Linked DNA regions of Mus musculus: regions 1, 2, 4 and 5 are each linked to region 3. A link is a contact called in public promoter capture Hi-C and targeted proximity ligation data. All regions are on one chromosome and are shown on one strand. The core of a region is the stretch at or near the end of the contact, and the rest is flanking DNA. Distances in the headings are between cores, read along the strand shown.

Region 1 (3,038 bases), core at 222-2,721, 2.4 Mb before region 3:
AAGTGGGGACACACATCGAGAGGAACTTCAGATACTAATGGGCCCAGCTTACTGCCTGGGTCTGCCCAGCAGACCACTTCCTCCCTAGGTCTGGTTTACTTAAGGGGAAACCACAGTCCTGTCCCCAGCTTGGGAAAGGAAAGAATTCAGATGGTAGTCAAGGGCTTCAGAAGAGCCAGGCCCTGCACAGGCAGGGGTGAGCAGGGAGGGCTGGGTGCACAGAGCCAGGGACTAAGTCTCTAGGGTCCTCCCCAAATTGTAAGCAGCTATGTGACACTGGGTAAGTCACTTGCCCTCTCTGGGCCTGTTTCCTCTTTGATTGAATTGGCCACCCCTGGCAGGAAAGATGTGAGTGAGGAGATAAACGAAAAATCAGACTCCCCACATCTTACTTCTTTCTATAAACACCCCTTCCCCCCAATTCCTAGTGGACAACCCAGCCTTACGATTTTTTTGTTTGTCCGTTTTTCAAGAAAGGATTTCTCTGTGTAGCCTTGACTGTCCTGGAACTGGCTCTGGGGATCAGACTGGCCTTGAACTCAGAGATCAGCCCACCTCTGCCTCCTGAGTGCTGGGATTAAAGGCTTGTGCTACCACCACTCCTCCTATCCTGGCCTTAATTTATAAATGGGCCAACCCAGGTGGAGTAAGGTGAAGTCTAAGGTCACATGGCCAACTAGAACCACACCACAGAGGGGTCTGTCCCAGACAGAGGGACGCTGCTCTGACTTGGCACATCCTGCCTAGTCCCAGCGCCATAACCACCAGCACTCGGGTGCTCCAGCCAAGGGATGCTAGACATGTACATGCAAGACAAACGGAAGTTCCCCCATGCTCCCTGCAGACAGTCCACATTACATACCTTGATTTTGTTACTAGGTCCTGTCCTGTAATCTGCGAGCTAGACCCACACACACCACTCGCGATCTGGCCTTCCCCTGAGGCCCCGGTGTTCTGCCTTACTCCTGCACCCCCTTTCCTAGTCTTCCTTCAACCCCTGCCTTTTCTCCCAGACCCTGCTCTTCGGAGGATGAGGAGAGGGGCTGGAGTCTGCCTTGAGCCCGGCCACTTCCTAGTAGGATGGCTTCCGTTTCCTCATCTGTAGAATGGGTCCCTCGTTCAGAGCCAGACGCAGCAGGGGCCTCCATGAGCTCAGGCTCTGAAGTTTCCCGGAGCTAGCAACCTATCCTCTGCTTCTCCTTGCGGCCTGCCTGCATCCCAGACTGCCTGACACGGTCGCGTGGCCTCTGAGTTGCCTCCACCCGGAGTCGGGCAGGGCGCCTGGACCCTTGTCCAGGCGGAGGAAGAAGCAGTTGGTAGGCAGGGCTGGGGTTCCTCAGTTTAGCAGGACACTCACCCAGGTGGACTCTTCGCTCAACTTCGGCTTAGGATCTGAGCCCGCCCTCCGGCCAGTGCAGCTCACTCCAGCTTCGAAATACCGGAGTGGGTGTGGCCTGTGACGGCCTGCCCACTGCCCGCCCTGTCCCGCCCCCCACTGAGTTCGGGCGCGGGGTGGGGGTGGGGGTGAGGGCGGTGTCTGGACGCCCCGGAATCGTTTAATCCCGGGAATCGGGAGATAACCGACAAAAAAATCCCGATAATCGGGAGATGACAGGTAGGACCTTAAGGATAGGCCACCTTCACCTTCCTAGTACGTACAATCTGCTTCAAGCTACTTCGCTATTGTGCAAGATCGGCTGCTACCCAACCTCACCCAGCTCAGACTATGCTGGGTAAGGGTGGGCCCACGCTATGGGCCCCTCTCCACTGGCAGCAGGGTGTTGGTTGGGCCAGTCTCTGCGGAGGAACTTGACCCAGGAGCCTGGAGACTCCAGAAGTGCCTCAACCTCCTTCCTAGCCCTTGAGGTATGGAAACTGGGATTCAGGACCATTCAGCTGCCTGTACTTTGGACAGGCTGGACTGTACCCAATGGGGACCAGAGGGACAAGGGGCCCCTCAGCTGTGCTGACCCTTGAGCCCCATTCAATAAACAAGGGCTCTAATGTGTGGGGGGAGTATAGAATGGAAGCCTAAGGCAACCTGAAAACTGAGTCGAAGTGGGTAGGTATCCCCAGAAAACAGGTATGACATGGGTCTGAGGTGACTTGGTGAGGACCCTCACACAAGTGTACCAGGGGGCACAAGCCAGTGCTCTTCACTGTGGGGGAACAGACAACAGACGGGCCATAAAGCTGTAGTTGTGAATACAGTAGAAGTGTACATAAGAATAGGAGAACCAAGCTAGCAGCAGTCCCGTCCCCCCCCCCACACACACAATGTGTGTGTGCCCACACAGGGTCGGGGTAGAGGTGAGGGCGGTGTCTGAAACGGTAACAAGTATAACACCCACACTTGGGAGGAGTCAGAGAACTTAGTGGGCAAAGGGGATGTAGTAGCCAGAGGCAAGGCCAGCTCAGAGGCAGCAGGACCTATGTCATTCCCTTGTGACTGTCACCCCCTAGCAAGCTTCCTGTTCCCCAAAGGACACCCTGACCTTAGGGATGTTGGGTGCAAGTGTGCGGCTACACTCCCCGTGCAGGCACCCATGGAGGCCTGAGGTGAGCAGCAGGAATTTTCCTCAGTTGGCCACCTGTTGCACTCAGTTTTTGAGCCAGTCTCTCTCACTGAACCTGAAACTTGCCATTTTGATTAAGTTTGGCTAGCCAGGGACTCTGGGATCCACTTGACTCCATCCTCCAGCAGAGGGTCACAGACATGTGGCCACACTAAGCTTTTCTGTGCAATCTCAGGATAAGAATAACTCATTTACTCAGCCTCCTTCCTACTCAGCCTCCTCCTGAGGCTCTTGATGGACTCAAGCAGAGCCTGGAAAGGATCCAAGTCCAAACTGTAGCGATGGACAGCCAAGAAAACAGAAGACCTGGACCTCACCTCTCAGACACCCAACACCAATGGGGACAACAGGCCCCTGGTGACCTGCACTGCCAGGCTGTGGGAAAAAGCCCAGATGTGTGATACGGTTCTGGGTAGTATTGCCGATCACAAAGAGGCCTGGTAGGCCTGTGCACCATAGAGG
Region 2 (2,700 bases), core at 81-2,580, 2.2 Mb before region 3:
ATCAAAGCTTGCCATATGTGCCCTAGCAGGCCAGCTTCTTCCATCCAAGAATTACTCCAAAATCGTATGTATGACAATAGATGCTAAGTCAGCAAGTGTCAAGATAAGGACTGTCTTTATCATGTTTCCGGCTGTCTTCCCGAGACCTGGCACAGGCTGATGGGGATGGCAGCTACTCTGTCTCTGCTGGCTAAGCGAGTGACTCACCTTCCTTAAGACCTTCATGGCATATATTTTTCCCAAGTTGGTGCCTTGCACTTTTCTCACCTGGAACACCTGTAGGGCAGGGGAGACAGGATTAACTTCTCTGACCACACCCCACCTTCAAGGTTGCCCCACCCTAAAGGGACCAAAAGGTCTAAACTCAGCTTAAGGGTGGAACAGTAAAGATCTCCATCAGATTTTGAAAGGATATGCCCTTCCTTCCCCCAGGTCTCCAGCTCTGAATTCCATCAGAGACTCCGTACATTTACAAGCCTATTGGGTGTGAAGGATAGTATGCTGTCTCAGGCTAGAGCTGAGGTCGCCAGGGAGAGAGGGATGTTAGTACCTTGCCATAGCCCCCCTTGCCCAGTACACTCAGTAGCTCAAAGCAGTGGGGCCCGATGCGCTCAGGACCCAGGTTCACGCTGCTCTCTGTCAGCTCTACTTCTTCATAGTGTCCCACTGTCCTAAAGACAGAATAAGTTAATGAGGGAAAGGCTCTAGTGTACTCCAAGTCCCGACCCCTACTCCATACCCCCACCCCCCAAGCAAGACCCTCACTCACTCCAGGCCAGCAGCCCTTAATTCGCCAAGGGGACACACGTCCTGTGAGAAACCAAGTAATAAGAACCATGGGAGGTGCCAGAATACCTCCTCCCAACCTAGGCTCAACTGCTTGGCCCAGGGGAGAGGACCAAGGATAGAAGACAGGAGCAGGGATGGGGAAAGGTTGGGAAGGAGAGACCAAGGATAGAAAAGGAAAGATTGGGTCCAGGGGCTGGGGCTGGGGTTGGGGTTGGGGCTGGATCTGGGTTTGTAGGGGTCACAAACCACTCAGAGTTGGGAGCGCCAGGGTTTTGGTTAACCAGCCGGGCTCCCGGGTCCAGTCGCGCCCGGAGAGAAACACTCACCGCAGGGCTGAACTCCGGTTCGCCCTCGCCCTCGCTCCCTTCCTCGGTCTCCAAGTCTAAATCAAATACGGCCGCCATGGCCCCGCCGGTCCCGCGGGACCCTTGGCCCGGACCAGGCAGAACTCTGACTGACAGCACCGGGCTGTGCCTACGTCATTTCTCCGCGACAGCAGCCGCTCGCTCTGTTGACGCAATAGCTTCACCCACTCTCAAGTCGAGTGGGAAGAAAAGATGGCGCCTGTCGGAAAGCCTCTCGGGAGTCGTAGTTCCAGACATCTGGACCTCCCATCCTGCAAGCCTTATGAATAGAATAGGCTTTACTAGACCATCTTCCTTGTCGGTTTCTCCTGGGCCAGCTCTCGCCCCGAGCCGCGCGCACAGAGGCTCCCATTTTGACTCTGGAGCAAGTTCAAGATTTAATGGGCAGAATTACAGATGCATGAACGTTTAAGTGGCAACTCCTCAGCCCTTCTTAGTGCTGTGAGCTGCCCAGAAAGAAAACTTGTGTCTGTTCGGTTGTATTAGGGGACAGTAAGCTGTATTAGGGACACTCCATACAACCTCCCTGAAGCTCACAGACCCTGCAGGTCTGACATTTTCTGGGCGACTGCCTGGGCTTTGTTTCAAGGCTCCCTTTCTGAAGGGCTCAACACACCTAAATATGGACTTTTGCTAATGTATGCATACCGAGTATTTGAGCTGCCTAGTTCAGAATAGATATTTTAATAGAATATAGTTGAAAGGATGGATGAGAACTGGCGAGATGGTTCAGCGGGTAAAATCACTTGCCATACAAATGGCAAGTGACTGCTGGGGTTCGATCCCAAACGAAGCCTGTCCATTTCTATTGGAGTCTGTCTGGATAGCTTTTCCATTGCACACGGGATGCCCACTGAGGTATAGGATATGAACTCAGATGAACAAAATTTAGGGGTATCCAGGTCTGCAGAGGGATTACTGCCTGAATATGATTTAGGATTATAATTCAAGAAAAAAAAATCTCAAACATACATGTAGATATAAGGTAAGCCCGTAGCAAAGGTCAACCCTGGGGCCCAGCCAATGGGGTGCTTTCTACCTCTCCCTCCCACTTCCCAGCTCCCCACCTACTGAACCTGGGAGGGGAGCACTAGCTAAAACACTGGACTCCGGATACTTCACTAGTTAACAAGTCTTTATTTAGGTAGGCAGGTTTCAGGAGCTGTCCTCGGCTCCTGAGCAAAGACAGGTGTTTTCAGAGTAGCTAGCTCCCTAAAATGAGGAAAGGTGTACACAGAAGTCCCAGGGCCAAGCTAGCTAGGAATGCCAGAGGCCAAAGCAACAAAGCTGGTAGAGATCGTGTGTGGTGTATGGGAGGCAGGTGTTTAGGAGTCTGAGTGCTGCCTATAAATGAAGATAGAAAGGAGAGAGGACCTGGAGGCTAACTGAGCGTTTAAAACAGTAAACAGAGAAGGTTGGCCTTGGCATTCTGTCTACATCCACTATAATAGGAACTTGGAGGCAGTCTTTTTTTTTTTTTCTCTCTCTGAGCCTGCTTCCTCATCTGTAACATAGGGGCACTAGGGTCTGCCTGAAAGCATGAAGG
Region 3 (2,700 bases), core at 48-2,547:
CTCTGTCTTCTTCCCTTTACACAGGCTCTCTCTCTGAACCTGCAGCTAGGTCGTTAGGCAGGAAGTCCCAAGACCCTCCTCCCTTTAACCCCCACACTGACCCCATTCCCCATCCATGCCCTATAATGCTAGGATTCCAAACGTATAAGTGAATTCTGGGTATTTGAACTCAGGTCCTCCTACTGGTACAACAAAAGGCTCTCAGCTGCTACATCATCTCCTCAGCTTCATCTATTGAGGTCTTGGTCTCAGACAAAAAGACTTCGTTTTGGAAACAGGGTCATTACAGACTTCGTGAATTAAGATGAGGTCATGAAGCCTTGTGGGAGGGGTGGTGCCATGTGGACTGGTGGTGAACATCTATAATCCCAGCATGGTGGAGGCTGAGGCAGGAATATTGTGAGTCTGTGGCCAGTCTGAACTAAAAAGCAAGATCCTGTCTAAGGTAAAACTGACCTTGAACTTCCTGATTTTTTTTTTCTTTTCTTTCCTTAATTTTATTTTACCTATGTGTGTGCATAAGGTGCCTGCTTGGAGCCTGCAGAGGACAGCAGAGAACATTGGACCTCCTAAAGTGGGGCTAAAGACCCAGTTGTGAGCAAACATGTACATACTGGGAACGCAGGGTCCTGAGCCAGAGCCGCCAGGGCTCTTAACTCTGAGTCATCTCTGAAGTCCACCCTGAGTTCCTTGCCTCTAATTTCAAGGACTGGTATTGGATCATAGACCAGTCTTGCCTTGAGCTCACCAAAATCCTTCTGCCTCCGCCGTACTGTGTTCAGCCTTGCATTCTTTTTAGGTGTGGATGTTTCGTCTGCCTTTTTATGTGTGTGCACCAAGTCAAGCTTGGTGGAGGTCAGAGAAAAGCATGGGTCCTCTGGAAGTGGAGTTACAGATGGTGAGCCACAATGTGGGTGTGGGGACCTAAACTTGATCCCAGGTCCTTTGCAAAAGCAACAAGTGCTCTGAACAGCTGAACCAGGTCTCCAGCCTCCTTGTAGTGTTTTAGAGCAACAGTTTCCCTCACATCTTAAACTGGCCATAATACACACTGCAGGGGCGCTACTGCGCCTGAGTTTAATCCTAGGACTACAATCTCCCAGAAGTCACGGAGGAACTTCTTCTGGCGTGATCCTAGATGACCAATCGTTGAGGAGCTCAGCTTACCCGCCCTGGAGCAGCAGGACTACTTCTTCCATAAGCCATTGCGGGTTTGGCTGTCATTTTCAGATTTAGAGAGGGCCGGGTGAGCAAGGACTCCCCATTTCCCAGCAGGCAGTGCGGCCATAGGAGGCGCGGGACTTCATTTCCCAGCAGGCTTCAGGCGGCGGGCGCCGCGGTGCCTTGTGTGGGATGTAAGCGCGGAGGTGGGCGCGGGGGACCGAAGCCGGGACTCTCCTTGGGACTTGTGGGAGGCTGGTTTGGGTTTGCCTTCTGGACAGGCTCCAGAGGGCCGGGTAGAGATTGTAGGGACTGGAGGGGCGGCCTTTGAGGGTCCCCAATAGGTCTTTGGGAGCAGCCTCATCGGGGCTGGGGGTCCCGGAATTGTAAGGAACTAGAAGGCCCTATATAGCCTTGGTTGAAGGGTCTCAGAAACCGAGCCGCCGCCCGTGAGCACAGGACGAAGCGGCTGGCGAAGCAGAATTGTGGCGGAGGGTAGAGCCTTAGCCGAGCCTGGGAGGGGGCTCTCTCGCCGAGCCCGACCCTCCCTCCCTCGGCTCGCCCGCAGGCCACCGCCCGCCGCCATGGGGCTGAAGGCCGCCCAGAAGACGCTGTTCCCTCTGCGCTCTATCGACGACGTGGTGCGCCTGTTTGCTGCAGAGCTGGGCCGAGAGGAGCCTGACCTGGTGCTCCTGTCCTTGGTCCTGGGCTTCGTGGAGCATTTCCTGGCTGTCAACCGTGTCATCCCCACCAACGTGCCGGAGCTCACCTTCCAGCCCAGCCCCGCACCCGACCCTCCTGGTGGCCTCACCTACTTCCCGGTGGCCGACCTATCCATCATTGCTGCCCTCTATGCCCGATTCACCGCTCAGATCCGCGGCGCTGTGGACCTCTCCCTCTATCCTCGAGAGGGAGGTGTTTCTAGTCGCGAACTGGTAAAAAAGGTCTCGGATGTCATATGGAACAGCCTCAGCCGCTCCTACTTCAAGGACCGGGCCCACATCCAGTCCCTCTTCAGCTTCATCACAGGTTGGAGTCAGACAGGTGGTCAGGAGAGCAAATGAGTGTTGTCTTACCTCTTCTCATGTCTGAACAATATGGCTTATAGCCCTTTTGAGACTTGTAAACCTTGTGTGGTGGGGCAGGTATTATTTCTCCTTCGCAGTTGTGGAAAGAGAATTCTGAAGAGGGGAATGTCAGAATGACAGGGCTGAGACTGGAACCTGGTCATTTGGTGCCAGCTTTTACTCCCCAGTCTTTCAACAGTCCCAGCCCTGCCATTGAATAGCCAGAGGGATCTGGCAGCCCAACATATGGGGAAAGAAGGTGGTAGCAGACTGGGGAGGTAGGACAAATGGGTGGGTACATTTGAGACAATTAAGATTATACCTTTGAAAATATTTTGAAAGGAAGCACGGGCTTGACTAAGGACAAAGTGCTTCAGCTCTCCGTGCAATGTACTGAGCAAGCATCTGAGGCCTCTTGTGAGCTTTGAGGAAAAAAGTGCAGAGATAAATCAGAACATGAAGAAGGGAGGGG
Region 4 (2,757 bases), core at 112-2,611, 2.1 Mb before region 3:
GCCCTGGACCCCAGTGTCACAGGCTGCAAGACATACAGAGAGCCAGTGTGAACAGCCAGACTCAGGCTGGGGATTCCAGCCACCAGTCCTCAGTCACAGGGGACTAAGCCCCCTCTTTTGCTGGGGAGTCGGGTAGACCCTGAGACCAAGTCTCTGTGCAGAGCCCCAGCCCCAAGCCTGGCCCCTACCCCAGCAGCCCGGCTCACCTCCTTGCTGCACCTCACCTCTTCTTCTCACTTCCTCCTCAGTCTCAGCTCAGCAGCTTGCTGGGGGCCCCTCCCTGGTGGGGGGACTCCCCCCTTCCTCTGTGAGGTTCTTCCTGCTTGCCCTAGTGCCAGAGCCACGACCTCCTCCCATCCAGAGGATGCTGGGTGTATTGATTCCCTGGCTGGCCCAAATTGAAGATGACAGGCCACCTTCAGTTTTACCAAGTAAAACCAATTTATGGTTCCAATAATAATTATCCTTTAATGTCATCCCACCCCTCCAACCCCCTGCCCCGGGTTTTTTGTTTTGTTTTGTTTTGAGAGTGAAGGGGTAGTGTGAGAACAGGGTCTTATGTAGCCCAGACAGGAGATGACCCTGAACTTCTGATCCTCCTGTGTCCAGACTCCTGAGTGCAGGAATTTCAGGCACTGGAATTATAGGTTTACGACACCAAGCCTACTTTAATGTTCCTTCCAGAGCCGGAGCTGGAACCTCAGGCCTTGCACATGCTAGACAAGTCCAAGTACTCTACAAAGGACTTACAACATGAACGAGATACAACGTATTACATCACTTATGGAAAAAAAATGGACGTAGCAGGCACCAAGGCAACCTGGACCAAAACACTGCTTAGAGTTCAGTAGCAGGTGTTCATGGGTCTGGCCATAAAGATGGAGGTGAATGTGAGGCTCCGGAGGTCTGGAGCCCACTCTCAGTATCATTAAGCCTTAGTTTCTTTTTCTGCACTTCGAGGAATTTATTTAGTGTTTGAGAAGTCAGCGATTAACATGCTCATACCACAGTCCCACGCAGGGCTGGGGTGGGAGAGACTTGGAAAGAGAAAAACAATTCCTACAGTACTTCCGGCCCTAACTCATCTGAACGCGGCAGGGCGATTCCTCCAGGGTGGAGCCGACCTAACCCCGCCCTACCGAACCCCGGCTCACCACCCCTGCCAGCCCCGCCCGCTCGCCCGAGGCCCTCTCGGGCTGCGGAGCTTCCCGTCCAGGGGAGGCGCTAGAGAGCGGGGAACTACGGACGCGGCAGGGCGGGGCGGGGCGGTCGACCGAAGAGGAGGGGCGGCGGGCCGGGGGCGGGCTGGGGAGGGCGGAAGGAGAGCCAGGCCGGAAGGAGGCTGTAAGAGGGCGGGAGGCAGGAGAGGGCCCGGAGCTGGTGGGCCGGAGCGGCGGCGCCGCCATGTCCGACAGCGAGAAGCTCAACCTGGACTCCATCATCGGGCGCCTGCTGGAAGGTGGGCAGGGGTAGGGAAGGTGCGCTCGCGCCGAGCCCGGGCCCCTCGCCGTCTGGAAGTGGCGCGCGGGCGGCCCGCCGCTCCCGGGGGCTAGCGTCGCTTGGGCGGGGACAGGCCGTGAGGATCCATGGCCACGGCACCCCCCCCCCCCGCGGGCGCCTGGGCTTTGGAGCGCGCTCAGAGGCCGGGGGTGCACGAGTGCCCGGGACTCAGGGTGAGGCTCCTGCGAAGCTAGCTGGGAAGGGATCCCGAAGCGAGGAAGCTTCGGCTGACAGGCTGCTGAGCACAGGCGTTTCTCTGGAGGCCCTCCGGGTGGCTAAGGGGTCGGATCTTGCCTTTGAAGGCCTGACGCAAAGGTTTCGGGGTGAGGGGGTGGGGGCTCACTTGCAACAGTTGCCCCTGTTAGGGGGGCGCGACACCTACCCTCGTCCGGTCTGCGAGGTCAGGGTCCCAAGACCCTATTCCGTACTCAGTGCAGGGCTCACGGCCTGGGAAGAACGTGCAGCTGACAGAGAACGAGATCCGTGGTCTGTGCCTCAAATCCCGGGAGATTTTCCTGAGCCAGCCCATTCTTCTGGAGCTTGAGGCGCCCCTCAAGATCTGTGGTAAATCCTTGCACAGAACCCTTTTGCTTCCTGAAAATAGCCCCTACTCGTGCCCCATTAACCGTGTTCCTCCACCCTTTAACCTATTGCTGGCCCTGGGGTCAAGTTTACATCTTGCACCTACCTAGTTTTCTCTGGTTCCCAGGTGACATCCATGGCCAGTACTATGACCTTCTACGGCTGTTTGAGTATGGTGGCTTCCCTCCAGAGAGCAACTACCTCTTCTTGGGGGATTATGTAGATCGGGGCAAGCAGTCTTTGGAGACCATCTGCCTGTTGCTGGCCTATAAGATCAGATACCCGGAGAATTTCTTTCTACTTCGTGGGAACCATGAGTGTGCCAGCATCAACCGCATTTATGGCTTCTATGATGAATGTAAGTGCTTTGAATGTTGCTGTCTGCCCAGAACTACATTCCCTGCTCTTCATGGGCCCCCTACATTGGTCTAGTGCCAAAAGACCCCCAATGATGAGCCCTGTAGGGCCCCAGCAACACGTCTGTCGTCCTTGGCGCTCAGGAGGGGCCTGGTGAATGGATGTACATGCAGGGCTGCCCATTTGCTAAAGCCACAGCCCTGCCTGATGACACCCCCTTCTAGTACATTCCTTAGTAAACATTTAGGATGCCTGTATGAATAAAACAGACCCACTCCTGGTTTGGCCTCATCCATGGGACCAGAGTGGGTACCACCA
Region 5 (2,882 bases), core at 143-2,642, 2.4 Mb after region 3:
GTGTCCATGAGGTTTTCTGGGCTTCAGAGCAGCTGTGAAACAAGGTTAAAGAAACAAGTTGTGAGAAGGGGCGGGGAGGAGACGGACATGCTCTAAGCACATCTGTGTCCTCAGAGATAAGGGCCAGAGGAAGGGGATAAAGTAGGAACTTAAATGACTGACATGTCCCCTACAGAAGGACAGTCCCTGTCAGGCTTCCCTCCCTCTCCCGTTACCTAATTGTAAGGTTCAAGGAGATGATGGAATTGCAGAAAGAATTGGTGCCAAATCGAAGTATACAGGCAGACACTAAGATCAGGAAGATGGCTGTAGCTGAGATGGCCAAAGCAATTCGGAGCCCTATAGAACCTCTGAGAAAGAGAAAACAAGCTTGGTGGCCGAGGTGGGACTCATCTCAACCTCGGCCCTTTGTCATCAGTAGGGCAATCACCTGTGGGAGTCTTCGATGCAGCTGCTGTAGACCCAGAAGAAGAGAAGCAGAAGGCAGTAGAGTGCCAAGATGCCTGAAGCCCCAGCCACGAAGTAGCAGAGGGAAGGGGCTGAGGGACCTAACAAGGCCAGAGAGGAGCCATTGAGTGCAGCCACACCATACAAGGGACAGTTACCACCAAAGGAGCCCTGTGGAGAGAAGCTGTTAAGTCCATTTCAGTTCAGTACCCGAGATGTAGGTTTCTGTCATATGTAAGGACTAGTTCACAAGTTGAGATGAACGGGGAGACTGATGGATCTGCTGGGAACAAAATCTCAGGGCCCAGAAGGATCCGAATTCAAAAGGCTATAAATATAAGGAACCTAAGGGAAATCACAAGTTTGCCCTTCTCTGTGAGTAGGAGTTCTAAGTAAACGCTGACTTTGTGTGTCCCTTAACAATAAACTCTACTAATCTGTAAAAGTAGGTGTTTTAGACTCCTATAGTGATTCAAAGTATTCTATCACCAAAACTACCCAGCAGTAGGCAAGACTCAAATGTACACAGTTGTATGTTTCCTCACTTCACATACTTTGTTAACAATCACGATTTCTCTGCTACACTGTTTTTTTTTTTTTTCCACAAATGTTCCTATTACTGGGTGGATGCAGAGACGGCCTGTGTGTCTCAAAACCCTAGTAGCTTATGAAGCTCGACTGGAAGCTTGTCCAGTTCCTCTGGAGAGGAAACAACTTTGGAACGTTCTAACCCCAGGTCCAGTGTAGTCACCCTGTCCAACCCCCTACGCAAGCCTGCTGGACCCCAAGGCCAGCCCGCCCCCGCAGCCGCACCTGGGTCCGGGTCAGCGTCGCGGCCGCCAAAGCCCCGCACAGGAAGGCGGCAGTGAAGAGCAAGAGCTCAACTCGCTGCAACCAGGGCAGCGCCATGGCGCCCAGGCTACCAGGAAGACAACCACCCAAGCCCCGCCCACGAGCATAGACACGTCACTTCCGGGTGTGGCTTTATTCTCCGAGGCGCCGCAACCTCACAGCGGCAGGTACAGCGAGTAGTCGGAGAGCGCCCAGCGGCGGGCCGGGCGGCCGGTACGGCCGATCATGGGCAGCTTCTGCACGTAGCGGGACGCGGGGCTGGGCCCATATGGGGCAGGAAAGGCAGTTTGAAAGAGGCGCCCGCGGCAGCGCCGCCCGGCCTGACGCCCTGCGATTATAAACCGGAAGTGTGGGGCGCCACGGGGCGCGAAGCGGCTCTTCTGGAAGACGTCTCGCGTTCCCGCGCCGGGGCCCTGCTGACGAGGAGCACCCCGCGCCCGGTGTACGCGCGGTAGCGGCCTGCTCTCCGAGGCGGCGGTGGCGGTGGCGAGAGTCCCACCGCACGGGCTTTCGTCACCCTGAGGGCTGACCACGGCGCTGGCAGTCAGCTGCGGCATTTTCCGCACCGAATCCGGGGCAGCCGCAGGCTCCTTCTTGTCTCCGGGTGGTCGCGGGGCCGTGGGAGCAGGCTGGCCAGTGCCAAAGCGAGTGGCCAAGCTGTCACCAAAGAAGGAGTATAGCTCACGGTAGATGTCTGCCAGGGTCAAGGAAGAAGGGTCCTCTGGTCCCGCAACCCCTGATGGTGGCGGGAGACCAGACCCAAAACCTGTTTCGGAGCTGCCCCCGGGGGGAGATTCTTGTAGGAGAAGGCTGTCCCAAGGCAGGTCCTCCGCAGGACGGTACCCTCTCCCGCCAAGGCCACCGCGGTTGGGCTCTGCTGCCTGAGCTTTCATCTTCAATAGTCGTTCTACGGCCACCTGTAAACAGAGAGCTAAGAGGAACCTGGGCCCAAGAGCCATGGCAAAGTAAATCTGCTAAGCTCCTGCAGGAAAGAGAAGGTGGGACTGCTAACTCACCAGAATGGCTCCATACACTTTGTGCCCGTCCGCTTTGACCTGGGCATTAGATACGGAATAGTCATCCAGCACAGCCTGCAAGTTTGTCCAGTAAGTGGGCAGATGTGGGTAGAGGACTCGCTCCACTGCCTGGAATGCAAAGGACTGCAGTCAAGCAACCTTGTTCCAAATGCCCTCTTCAGTGCCCTTTCCCACAAAAGATCCACTCAATTTTTGACAGGGCTCAGTCCTCTATTTCCTTATTGACATATCCCACGTCTCTGGGATCTATTGTATGCATAAGCTTTTGGTAAGCATAAGGGATCAAAACATACAAATACATGCAATATTAAAAAGCCCCATTACTGGCATTTACTCTGAGCTATTTAGGCATAATTAAATCATTAAGACACAGAAATTGTTTGCAGACTGCTAGTAAATACAATCAGTAAGGAAGTGGTGTACTTGTTAGAGAAATGAGAGCTGAGTTTAGACCACACACATAAAAACAATACTGGGAGCCCAGACTGGGCCTTGAATTCATGAGAATTCCCTTTCTTTCATTTCCCAAACTGGGATTATACAGGC

What was found. Promoter capture Hi-C pulls out the DNA fragments that hold promoters and counts their contacts.
Region 1: a contact with region 3 is called in a targeted proximity ligation map of bone marrow-derived dendritic cells, with 7 times the contacts expected there. A contact is called at or near these places in 1 of 484 Hi-C or Micro-C datasets (B cells), 1 of 130 datasets of targeted methods (bone marrow-derived dendritic cells) and 1 of 9 other capture datasets (liver).
Region 2: a contact with region 3 is called in a targeted proximity ligation map of astrocytes, with 4 times the contacts expected there. A contact is called at or near these places in 1 of 39 promoter capture datasets (pre-B cells), 1 of 484 Hi-C or Micro-C datasets (B cells) and 1 of 130 datasets of targeted methods (astrocytes).
Region 4: a contact with region 3 is called in a promoter capture Hi-C map of liver, with 7 times the contacts expected there. A contact is called at or near these places in 1 of 39 promoter capture datasets (liver), 1 of 130 datasets of targeted methods (astrocytes) and 1 of 9 other capture datasets (liver).
Region 5: a contact with region 3 is called in a promoter capture Hi-C map of cranial neural crest.

Annotation. Positions count from the first base shown.
Region 1 is chr19:3,905,662-3,908,699 of GRCm38.p6, forward strand. It overlaps Tcirg1 (T cell, immune regulator 1, ATPase, H+ transporting, lysosomal V0 protein A3), which reads right to left and starts at 1,472. Exons shown (of 20, transcript NM_001136091.2): 1 at 1,358-1,472.
Region 2 is chr19:4,162,053-4,164,752 of GRCm38.p6, forward strand. Rps6kb2 (ribosomal protein S6 kinase, polypeptide 2) reads right to left here and starts at 1,331. Exons shown (of 15, transcript NM_021485.3): 1 at 1,116-1,331; 2 at 770-810; 3 at 551-671; 4 at 208-276. The coding sequence starts at 1,193. Carns1 (carnosine synthase 1) reads right to left here. Exons shown (of 10, transcript NM_134148.2): 10 at 2,272-2,700.
Region 3 is chr19:6,333,716-6,336,415 of GRCm38.p6, forward strand. Men1 (multiple endocrine neoplasia 1) reads left to right here and starts at 1,298. Exons shown (of 10, transcript NM_001168489.1): 1 at 1,298-1,367; 2 at 1,730-2,190. The coding sequence starts at 1,746.
Region 4 is chr19:4,190,813-4,193,569 of GRCm38.p6, forward strand. Ppp1ca (protein phosphatase 1 catalytic subunit alpha) reads left to right here and starts at 1,362. Exons shown (of 7, transcript NM_031868.2): 1 at 1,362-1,459; 2 at 1,933-2,064; 3 at 2,210-2,440. The coding sequence starts at 1,405. It overlaps Tbc1d10c (TBC1 domain family, member 10c), which reads right to left and starts at 235. Exons shown (of 10, transcript NM_178650.3): 1 at 207-235; 2 at 1-23.
Region 5 is chr19:8,773,075-8,775,956 of GRCm38.p6, forward strand. It overlaps Tmem179b (transmembrane protein 179B), which reads right to left and starts at 1,393. Exons shown (of 5, transcript NM_026325.3): 1 at 1,261-1,393; 2 at 431-618; 3 at 216-350; 4 at 1-32. The coding sequence starts at 1,356. It overlaps Taf6l (TATA-box binding protein associated factor 6 like), which reads right to left. Exons shown (of 12, transcript NM_146092.2): 11 at 2,316-2,444; 12 at 1,280-2,216. The coding sequence ends at 1,455. It also overlaps the pseudogene Gm2518.